Regions from separate parts of the Capra hircus genome. Here region 1 is linked to region 2. The links are chromatin contacts, called in public Hi-C maps. All regions are on one chromosome and are shown on one strand. Each heading gives the region's core, a stretch centred on a gene start, on an enhancer-like site or on the middle of the called end of the contact. The rest is flanking DNA. Distances are from core to core; before and after follow the strand shown. Region 1 holds the start of FBXO34 (F-box only protein 34). Region 2 overlaps FBXO34 (F-box only protein 34).

What was found. Hi-C and Micro-C count contacts between places; a contact is called where the count stands out from the background.
Region 1: a Hi-C map of blood shows a contact between it and region 2, with 3 times the contacts expected there. The contact joins the promoter of FBXO34 here to the enhancer-like site in region 2. A contact is called at or near these places in 3 of 5 Hi-C or Micro-C datasets (all in blood).

Annotation. Positions count from the first base shown.
Region 1 is chr10:35,468,948-35,473,855 of ARS1.2, reverse strand. FBXO34 (F-box only protein 34) reads left to right here and starts at 2,295. Exons shown (of 2, transcript XM_018054110.1): 1 at 2,295-2,452. The coding sequence starts at 2,304.
Region 2 is chr10:35,389,010-35,393,560 of ARS1.2, reverse strand. FBXO34 (F-box only protein 34) reads left to right here. Exons shown (of 2, transcript XM_018054110.1): 2 at 1-807. Among named protein-coding and RNA genes, the nearest start is that of ATG14, 43 kb to the right of the region's middle. Within about 2 kb of position 2,505, at least 4 of the 5 cell types and tissues checked have an H3K27ac peak or open chromatin away from gene starts, as enhancers often do.

The DNA of each region.
Region 1 (4,908 bases), core at 1,046-3,545, 81 kb before region 2:
GGAAACCAGTGTCATTTAATTTTGGTATTTGTGTTTTTTGCAGTTTCAGTGTCTTTAACCCATCTGCAATTTCCAGGAACAGTACAGTGAGTGATATGATAAGAGTTCTGGGGTCCTTGCTCAGTTTGGCTCTAATAATGAGGCAGGAGATAGACGGGCCCCAGGCTGAACAGTCTCTTCCCTGAGGAGAGAAACTCCAAAACAGTAGGAACTCCATAAAAGCAGGATCATAGAGGAAGCTGGGGCCTTTCCAGATAGAAGACGAGTGCAGGCTAAGTCACTTCAGTCATGTCCCACTCTGTGCATCCCTATGGACTGTAGCCTGCCAGGCTCCTCTGACCATGGGATTCTCCAGGAAAGAATACTGGAGTGGGTTTCCATGCGCTGCTCCAGGGGATCTTCCCAAGCCAGGGATCGAACCTGCTCTCCTTACATCACCTGCATTGGCAGGGGGGGTTCTTTACCACCAGCGCCACTGGTAAGAGACCACATATTCCTCATTTTCAGAGTTAAGGAAAACTCCCTGCCTATATCCATGCTGAGAAAAGGCTCCTTGGAGGTCAAAAGAGAGAGGGCATCACCTCATAGTTAGTGACGTCAGCTGCCCATAAGTCTCTTGGCTAGAATTCATCATGGCTAAAAGATACACGCACACATGGGAGGACCCTGAGAAATATCAAATACAGACTCAGAAACAGGGAAAGCAAGATGATTGGTCAAAGGAAATCTGGAAGAAATGACTCATAAAAGTGACCGCAAACTACCACGAGGGCGCGACTTTTAAAAGCGCCAATACTCTTTCACCTAGGAATTCCATTTCTGGGTATTTATCTTTAAAAATTTACATTCATGAAAATGTTCTATGGTTTCTTTATAATGTCATAAAGGAAATAAGTCTGAGAATGAAGAATTTGGTAAATTTTCTATGTTCACTTAATATACTTTTACACAGCTTCTGAAGTGTTTATGAAGCTTATGTAGAACTAGGAAAAAATAGTTATAAAAGCAAAAACAAAAAAGCACCCCAAACCAACAAGGATCCAAAATTGTGTGTACACTATGAGCACATTATAAATTAAATATGCATGAGAAAATGTCTACAGGAAAATAAGCTGAATGCTGAGTACCTGTGTTAGGGTGAAGGCGTTTTTTTCTTTTATTGTCCTCATGTTTTATGATGTGGTCAAAATTATTTTTACAGTGAATACAATTAACAGTTTAAAGGCTGAGTATAAAATAGCCTTCACTGGCACTCTCATTTGAAAGTATTAAATAAAGTACCGAAAACCTCTTTTGTAGTCATCATTTACAATCCTTTACTCTTCTAAAGATTACATTTTGAGACTGTCAACCTCAAAGTTTATCAAATTGCTGGTAGGTATTACTGCCATTGAGCAGGGCATGACAACCCACTCCAGTGTTCTTTCTTGGGACTCCCATGGAGAGAGGAGCCTGGCAGGCTATAGTCCATGGGGTCACAAGAGTCAGACACGACTGAAGCTACTTAGAATGCACGCACGCATTCCTGCCTTTATTTGTATAGAAAAGAACATAATGGACATTCCCAATCCCTTCGTTTTACGAATAAGAACTCTGAAGCCCAGCTTCCCCAGGTAGTAGCAGAAGCAAAATCTGAACCCAAGTCTACTAGGTCATCTACCAGTAATTTAACACCATTTATATAGTTCCACCTCGGAGAAGGCAATGGCACCCCACTCCAGTACTCTTGCCTGGAAAATCCATGGATGGAGGAGCCTGGTGGGCTGCAGTCCATGGGGTCGCTAAGAGTCGGACACGACTGAGCACTGAGCGACTTCACTTTCACCTTTCACTTTCATGCATTGGAGAAGGAAATGGCAACCCACTCCAGTGTTCTTGCCTGGAGAATCCCAAGGACGGGGGAGCCTGGTGGGCTGCCGTCTATGGGGTCGCACCGTGTCGGAGACGACTGGAGCGACTTAGCAGCAGCAGCAGCATATAGTTCCACCCACATCCACCCACGAGTATTAATAGACTTGCCATTGCTACTGACTGTTGAATCCTGGCTTACTACCATTCTGGCTGGCTTGAGGGGTTGAGTCCTTTCTCTACAGGTAGTGCTTGAGCTTTCCCTCTTCACCGCTTGGGGGCCCGGAGAAGCCTCACGAGGTTTTCTCCGTTTAAGTACTCCCCCTCTGAATCCCCAGCGCCCGAAGTGCCGCAGAACCCCGGCAGGGGGCGTTGTGACCCTGACTCCGCGGCCCCTCCCCTGGCCAACCGTCGATTGGGCCGGCGCGTGACGTCACGCCGTTTTAGCCAAACAAATGGGTTTCGGGGCGAGCGTTGGGCTCCGCCGCGCCGCGCTGGGCGCTCGGTCTGTCTCAGCGGTGGGGAGCGAGCCAGGCCTCCAGCCGCCGCCGCTGTATAGGGGTGTGCAGCCCCTGGCCAGGCCCCGGCCGGGGCAGGAGCGCAGGTGGGTCCGGGCTGGGGTGGGGCGTGGCGCGAGAGCAGCGCGGTCGGGGTCCGGCGGCGGCCACGGTGGCCGCTCCCCGCCCCCTCCCGCCGCCCGCCTGCGCTCTTGGGGCGCCGGGCGGGTGGGGGCGGGGGTGCCGCCCGCCGGTCCGAGGCTCGGTCTGGGGCAGGGACTCGGTGGCCTGCACCTTGTCCTGGGACGGCCTCCGCCTGCACGCGGGCCGGGCGCTGAGCGCCCCCGCGGGGCTCGGAGGGTCAGGCGGGCCGGCGGGCGGGAACGGGGTCGCGGGTCTGGGTTGAAGCCGAGGAGATCCGGGATAGGCCCTGAGGAGTTTCAGGATCGTCTCTCCCACCCCCGGTACTGGCGGCCGGTGAGGAAGTCAGGCCCTGGGTGGGGGTTGTTTTGCCCGGTGGCTCCCGCCAGGGCTCGGCCGCTCCGTCCTTCCCTGTCCCAGCGCAGGTGAGCTGGCGCCTGTCCTTAACCTTCTTTGGGAACCGGGCAGGACGGAGGCTCGGAGGCTTCTCTGGCCTCTGGGCTGGTGCAGGTCGACTGCGGTTCCGCCCCAGTCCGCGATGAAGTCACAGTGTTGTGGGTCCGCGTGTCTGTGACGTCAGGGGTTACGAGGAGATGAGCTGTGATGTCACTGCAGGCCCTGGGGGTTCGGAACCCTGGCGCGCAGAAGTGCCGGGAGGACCGGGAGGGGAAAGAAAGGAAGTTCAAGCTTCTGTCAGCGCCTGGGGTCCCAGAGAATTTGAATCGAAAGTTGTTCGATATCAGCATTTTACAATTTTAATGTAGTAGTTGTCAAGTTCTTTAACTTCATTTCGAACAAGCATTGTTATACAGTTCAATATAAGACCCATTTGATTTAGGAAAATCTCAATCAGGAGGATTTTTTTTTTTTTTTTTTGGTGGGGGTGGATGGTGGCTGTTTGATCTAAATGCTTTTCAGAGAGCTTAACTGTAGTTGGATGGCTTGTGATTGGAATTGCTGAAAAAGAACCAATTTGAGCGCTGATGATTTCCTTACTGTTTCTTGCTATACAGTTTTGAAATAATTTATCTGCCCATTTGCTTTATTGTTGTTAAGAGAGTGACTTGGAAGAGAGCGGCTTTTAAGTCAACTTTTTCTTTTGTAAAAAGGAAAGGAGGAGGCCTGAATTAATGCAATATTATTGTTAAATAATAATTACCTGGGGATTTAATTTATCCGGGTTGTCCCTACCCATGGATAATTGAGGGTTTCCTGCGGTTATAGCTCACCAAAAAGGCTTTTTCTTGTTTTCCTACTAAGACTGGGTGTAACAGTAAAATAACATATACCAGGAACTGCTTGCCTGGACAAGTAACTAAAATTTTGTCTGTAGTGCTTGCAAATATGAAACTACAGAATTTTTAAAAATGCCTTGTCTGTAAACCGCTTTTCTTCCGAAGCTTTCCAAAGAGATCAGGCTAGACCTGCTGTTTCTAGCTTCAAGTATTGCAGCATATCAGTACTTTTGCTCATCATTTCTTCCTCTCTGTAAAACCACTTAAATAGAATCTAGTTTGAGAGGTAGATGGCTAAAATTGAAGCATAATTGCAATTTAGTGTCTTCAGCTGGAAGCTAGGATGGGCGTCCTCAGTCCCTCCCCATTGACCTTGACTTATTAGGGCTTTTCTGTTGTTAATACTTCTTCTCTTATTTGCTCTTTAAAGGTGATTGAAAAGGTATTGCATCTCTAGATTTTGCATCAACATGCTGGTGGAAGTTGTGCTGTGTGTCTTTGTTTACACAGAAAATGAAAACAAATTTACCCTTGTTAATTACTATTAGATTTGACTGGAAGTTCACAAAACAGGATGTTCTTGTAAATCTCATTTTAATACTCACCACACTTTGGACATTCTACAGCATTGTGTGTACTATTTGAAAATTACAATATACATATTTTAAAACATTAGGAATTGTGTGGTGACAGTGTTAAGGCTCTGAAGACATAATTTGGTTTTTTGGATCCTCAAGACTGATAAGTATCAAATTAACAATGAAATTGCTGATTTCGAGGGTGTTAACCAAGCTACTCTTTAAAATTAAATGATCATGACAAGATATTATGTAATGGAGTTGAAGGAGGTACAAAAAGAACACTTTAATATATCTTTTCCAATGAGCCTTTCTGGGGAAGGCCACATGGATGTGTATAAATTAAATGTACTAGTGCTCATGGGAAGGGGTGAAAGTCAAACTGTGTAAGTTGAAAGACACATAAATGATAATAAAATAGCTTCCCCTTGGCAGTGCATCTCCCCCACCCCATTGTATTTAGCAGTTTATTAATTTTTTTAATGGAAAATGAGTTTTTTATTCTGAATAAAGGTCTTCATGTATTCTGATATGACTGAGAGACAATGAAAACTATAAAAAAAACAGCTTTGAATAGTTGTATAACTAAACCAGCCATAACACATAAAC
Region 2 (4,551 bases), core at 1,256-3,755:
CCGTGAGGACGAAGACTTGCCACCATCAAGAATGTTCAGCAGAGTTCATCACAGACTGTGCAGGCAATCCCCAAAAAAGGGTTCCGGGAATGTTTAGAGCACTGGCCCTGTATTTGAAATAAGTGAATAGTGTCCTGTGAAAAGAATAGCAGTACTCTTGGATGAAAAGTATGCTTACAAAGGAAAAGTCAGGCACCTTACGTAGACCTTGTATGCTTGATCTGTGAGGTTGATGTTTGTGATTGGAGATGGATTTCATGCCCTGTGGTGTTTACAGTGTATATAATGGTTGTGTTTTCCTAGGGCTATGAAAGTGCACATTAAACCCGAGCGCCTTTACTTTAGATGAGTGCTTTTGGCCCCTCTGTAAATAACATTAAAATCCAGTTGTAAATAGTGGATGCAGACTGAACGTAATCACCACAATGCAGCTAGGATAGTGTTGCAGCTACAATCGTGTGGGTTGCTTTGTTTTTTGGGGGGTTGGGGGGGTCTCATCTCAAATTTGTACATCCTGTATAAAATATGAATGTTTCCCAAATAAACTATGAATGTTTTCTGTATAATATATGAATGTTTCTGAGAGGAAACTCTAAATAGTTAAGAGGTTAACCTGTTGAAAGGATACCAAATAATGGTTTAACTGGACAACCTTAAAAATTAGCATAGAGAGCAATCTTTTGTTATATTTTAGTGATTCACCAAGAATGAGAGAATATTATATAGTCAGATTATAACATTTTTGTCTATTCTGTCTGGTTACAAATTTTTTTTTCAATAAAAACATGCATCTTAAGTGGAACCTGAGTTTTGCAGATTTGTTTCCGTTTTTGAGGTAATATTAAGAGATATTGTAAACTGAGTCCCAAGATTTTTTTGAAAAATTGAGTTGTTGGGAGGGGGAGAGAGAATACCACTGGAAAGAGGCCATCTTCATTTAACAGTATGAGCTGACATTTTTACAAACCATTAACACTTACTTTGCATTCATCTGCCCAGGACTGTCTTTATTTCCTATTGGATGAGGTATTATTATCTATGCATGATGAGTTAATTGTTTAGAAGTCAGTGAGGATTTATTCAGACCTGTGTTCATGTAATGCTTGGTGGGGCTGAAAAGTATCTGGCCCCAGAAAGCTGCTGTGGAGGACCGGCAAGCTAGGTTGGCTTGAATTGAGTTGAGTTGAGTTGAGTTCAGTCGCTCGATCGTGTCTGACCCTTTGCGACCCCATGAATTGCAGCATGCCAGGCCTCCCTGTTCATCACCATCTCCCGGAGTTCACTCAGACTCATGTCCTTCGAGTCGGTGATGCCATCCAGCCATCTCATCCTCGGTCGTCCCCTTCTCCTCCTGCCCCCAATCCCTCCCAGCATCAGGGTCTTTTCCGATGAGTCAACTCTTTGCATGAGGTGGCCAAAGTACTTGAGTTTCAGCTTTAGCATCATTCCTTCCAAAGAACACCCAGGGCTGATCTCCTTTAGAATGGACTGGTTGGATTTCCTTGCAGTCCAAGGGACTCTCAGGAGTCTTCTCCAACACCACAGTTCAAAAGCATCAATTCTTCGGCACTCAGCTTTCTTCACAGTCCAACTCTCACATCCATACATGACCACTGGAAAGACCATAGCCTTGACTAGACAGACCTTGGCTGGCAAAGTAATGTCTCTGCTAATCACCAACAAAGCCTTGCAGCTGCATCAGCTCCCGGCTGTCAGGAAGCACTGGTGAGTGTTCCAGGGGCGGGGCTGATGGCAATGATGAAGACTGCACTGGTCCCACAGAAGGATGTGAAGGTGGAGGAAAGCTTTGGCCAGGACTGCCAAGCAGAGTGGGGCAAGGCTGGAGTCAAGGGAGCCAGGTTCGCCTGTGGTGGAGGTGGTGTGGCCACAGAGCGGCTGCTTTCTGCCCTTGCCCTTGGGCAGTAGCTGCTCCTCCCTGAAAAGGGGAAACTAAAACTAGGAAGTGTCTCTGGACGCTGAGCAAGCAGGCACATCGTGATACCACCGACACGCTCGGCTGGAGCCCTTCTGTGACAGGACCGTGCAGGCCGACTTCCCCCTCAGGCGGTTGGTGTCCTTCTCGTGACTCACCCCGGCCCACGTAAGGGCGAGTGCTTCCCATCCCCAAGGCTGAAGTTCCGGCACTAGTCCTTCCCTGTGGTGTGCTCTAAAGCGGCCGTCTCAGCGGGCCTCCCTGATGTGAGGTTTGTTTTACTCGATTCAGGAGTAAAGGGTGCACTCACAGGACTTCACACAGCTTGGTGTGCGGAAAGCGCCTAGTGTCTGTCAGCTTTCACTGTTATTGGCACGTGGTTCTGCATGAGCCCAGGGTGCTTCTCCCAGGTCAGCCATCCTGGATCTGGTTTTCATGTGGGACACAAAGCTGCGAGTGTGAGGGCCTGGACTGACAAAGAGCAGGAGACGAGAAGGCCCAACCCCATCTTGGCATGCAATTCTTTGGGTCCTCAGAAATCACTGATGACCCCTTTTGAACCCGACGCAAGACCCAGTTCCCAGGGGTGTCTGTGTGAATGGTAAGGGAACTTCAGGAGGTGGCGTCAGAGGGCGCCTCCTCCCTGGTCTTCGTTTCTGGATGAGATGAGTGTAGCTTTTCCCCTGAGGAGAAAGATGCTGTGCTTGAGCCCCCTAGTGCCAGGCTGGGGAAACCAGTTCACTTCTCGCTTCTGCAGCACCGCAGTGCTCCCTGCCTGACTGTAGAATCCTAGACTCATAAGAAAGGAAATACTGTGGCCATGAGGACCCTAGGCTCACCCCAACTCCGCCCCTGTGGGGACCCAAAGGAAGAAAACTTACTCCTTCAGCTTTTGCTCAGAGGGTCTGAAATACTTGGCCTAGCAGCTCTCTCCCACCCCTCACTTCACCGGTTGAAAGAAAATCCAGAAAGGAAAGGGCAAAAGGGCCAAGGTTAAACATGTTTTTCAGGCCTTGTCAAAATGACTCACATTAATATGGCCACGTAGAAGGCTCATTCACAATCGAGCACGTTCCCTGCCCTAGCACACTGACAACTCTGCATAGGAGGCATCTCCTTGGCAGCCCCCACCCTGTCCTGCCCAGCTGGTTTGCCTGGTAGTGCCTCTCTACTGCCTCTCGTGTGTCTGGACTCCACTCAGGGCTTGTGGAGGGCAGCTTGGCCGTGCCCTCGCTCAGCACCTCACACCCAGTGCACGCACGTGCCATAAAAACTTTTACACCTTTTGAGTCGTCATGTGGATGTGAGGGGTGCTGGCCAGCTCTGACTGCTCCACTGGAACTCCTAGTAGGAGAAACATGAAGAGGGATGAAGGGACCTGGGAGGAACTTTTCCTCTGGCCACGGCTGGTCCCGGGGAACTTTCTTGGTGAGGGTTGCTTCCGTAGCCGCGCTGGCAGTCTTGCTGGGTGACTGTCAGCTGTGTTTGGCATCATCTGGGCTTTGTCATGTTTTCCCTGGCAGCAGGTTCCTCTGAGCTTCCCGACTGCAGAAGGCTGTGAGTTGCTAGGTAAGCTTGATCTTGGAGTTCCCTTCCTGGATTCTGTCCAACCACCCTTCTAACTTGGACTTGTCAGGGCCTCCCTGCCAACCTTTATGAACTGGCCTGATTTTTTATTATGTGGGTCTTCCTGGACATTTTTCTCCCCACCCCCCCGCCCCCCCCCACTGCTTTACTAGCCTCTGTTCCTTCTTTACTCAGCAGACTGGCTATTCTTCCTCTCCTACCTCCCACAGCCTACCTCAAAAAGACTAAAGCCCGTCTGTGCCAAAACCCTGCTGTACCATAGACTGCACCAGTAACCAGAGCTGGTATTACCTAGCCCTTACTGTCAGGTACCATGTTGTGTTTACATAAAGGCATTCTCTGCCATGCACAGCAACTGGCACTCAGGGAATCTGACAGTTTCTATCCCGGGTGTTGCTTTGGGTTCAGACAAGCTAGTTCTGCAGTCTCCGTGACTGGCAAAAGGACCTTCATGGGAAATGTGCAGTCCCTTCTATGACATGCACCTAAGTGTGTGGCCATAGTTGGTGTCTGCATAACCTCATGGGAAGAGCAAACATCACTGTGGTACCCTTGGGGGACTTCCGGTGTATGTACATCTGACTCGTTTAGGCAAAACCCAGTTAGGCAGTAACACCTATTCTAGGTGGTTTGCTTGACCTGGTATTATTCAGTATCTCAGATGGTAAAGAATCTGCCTGCAATGTAGGAGGCCTGGGTTTGATCCCTGGGGTGGGAAGATCCCCTAGAGAAGGGAATGGCAACCCACTCGTCTTGCCTGGAGAATTCCATGGACAGAAAAGCCTGGCAGGCTCTAGTCCCTGGGGTCACAAAAAGTCGCACACAACTGAGTGACACATACATACATAATTTTAAAGGAGCAGGGCCACTGAAATTGGCAGTTGGGAAGGGAGTGGGAGCAGAGAGATGCCATCTCCTCTGCTACAACCACCCTGGTGAGACATGGTGCTCCTCTGACTGAGTGCAAAGTGAAACCTTCCCCTCTCAAACGCCCCTCATCTCCTCTTCACTTAGTAGAGAACAGACCTCAG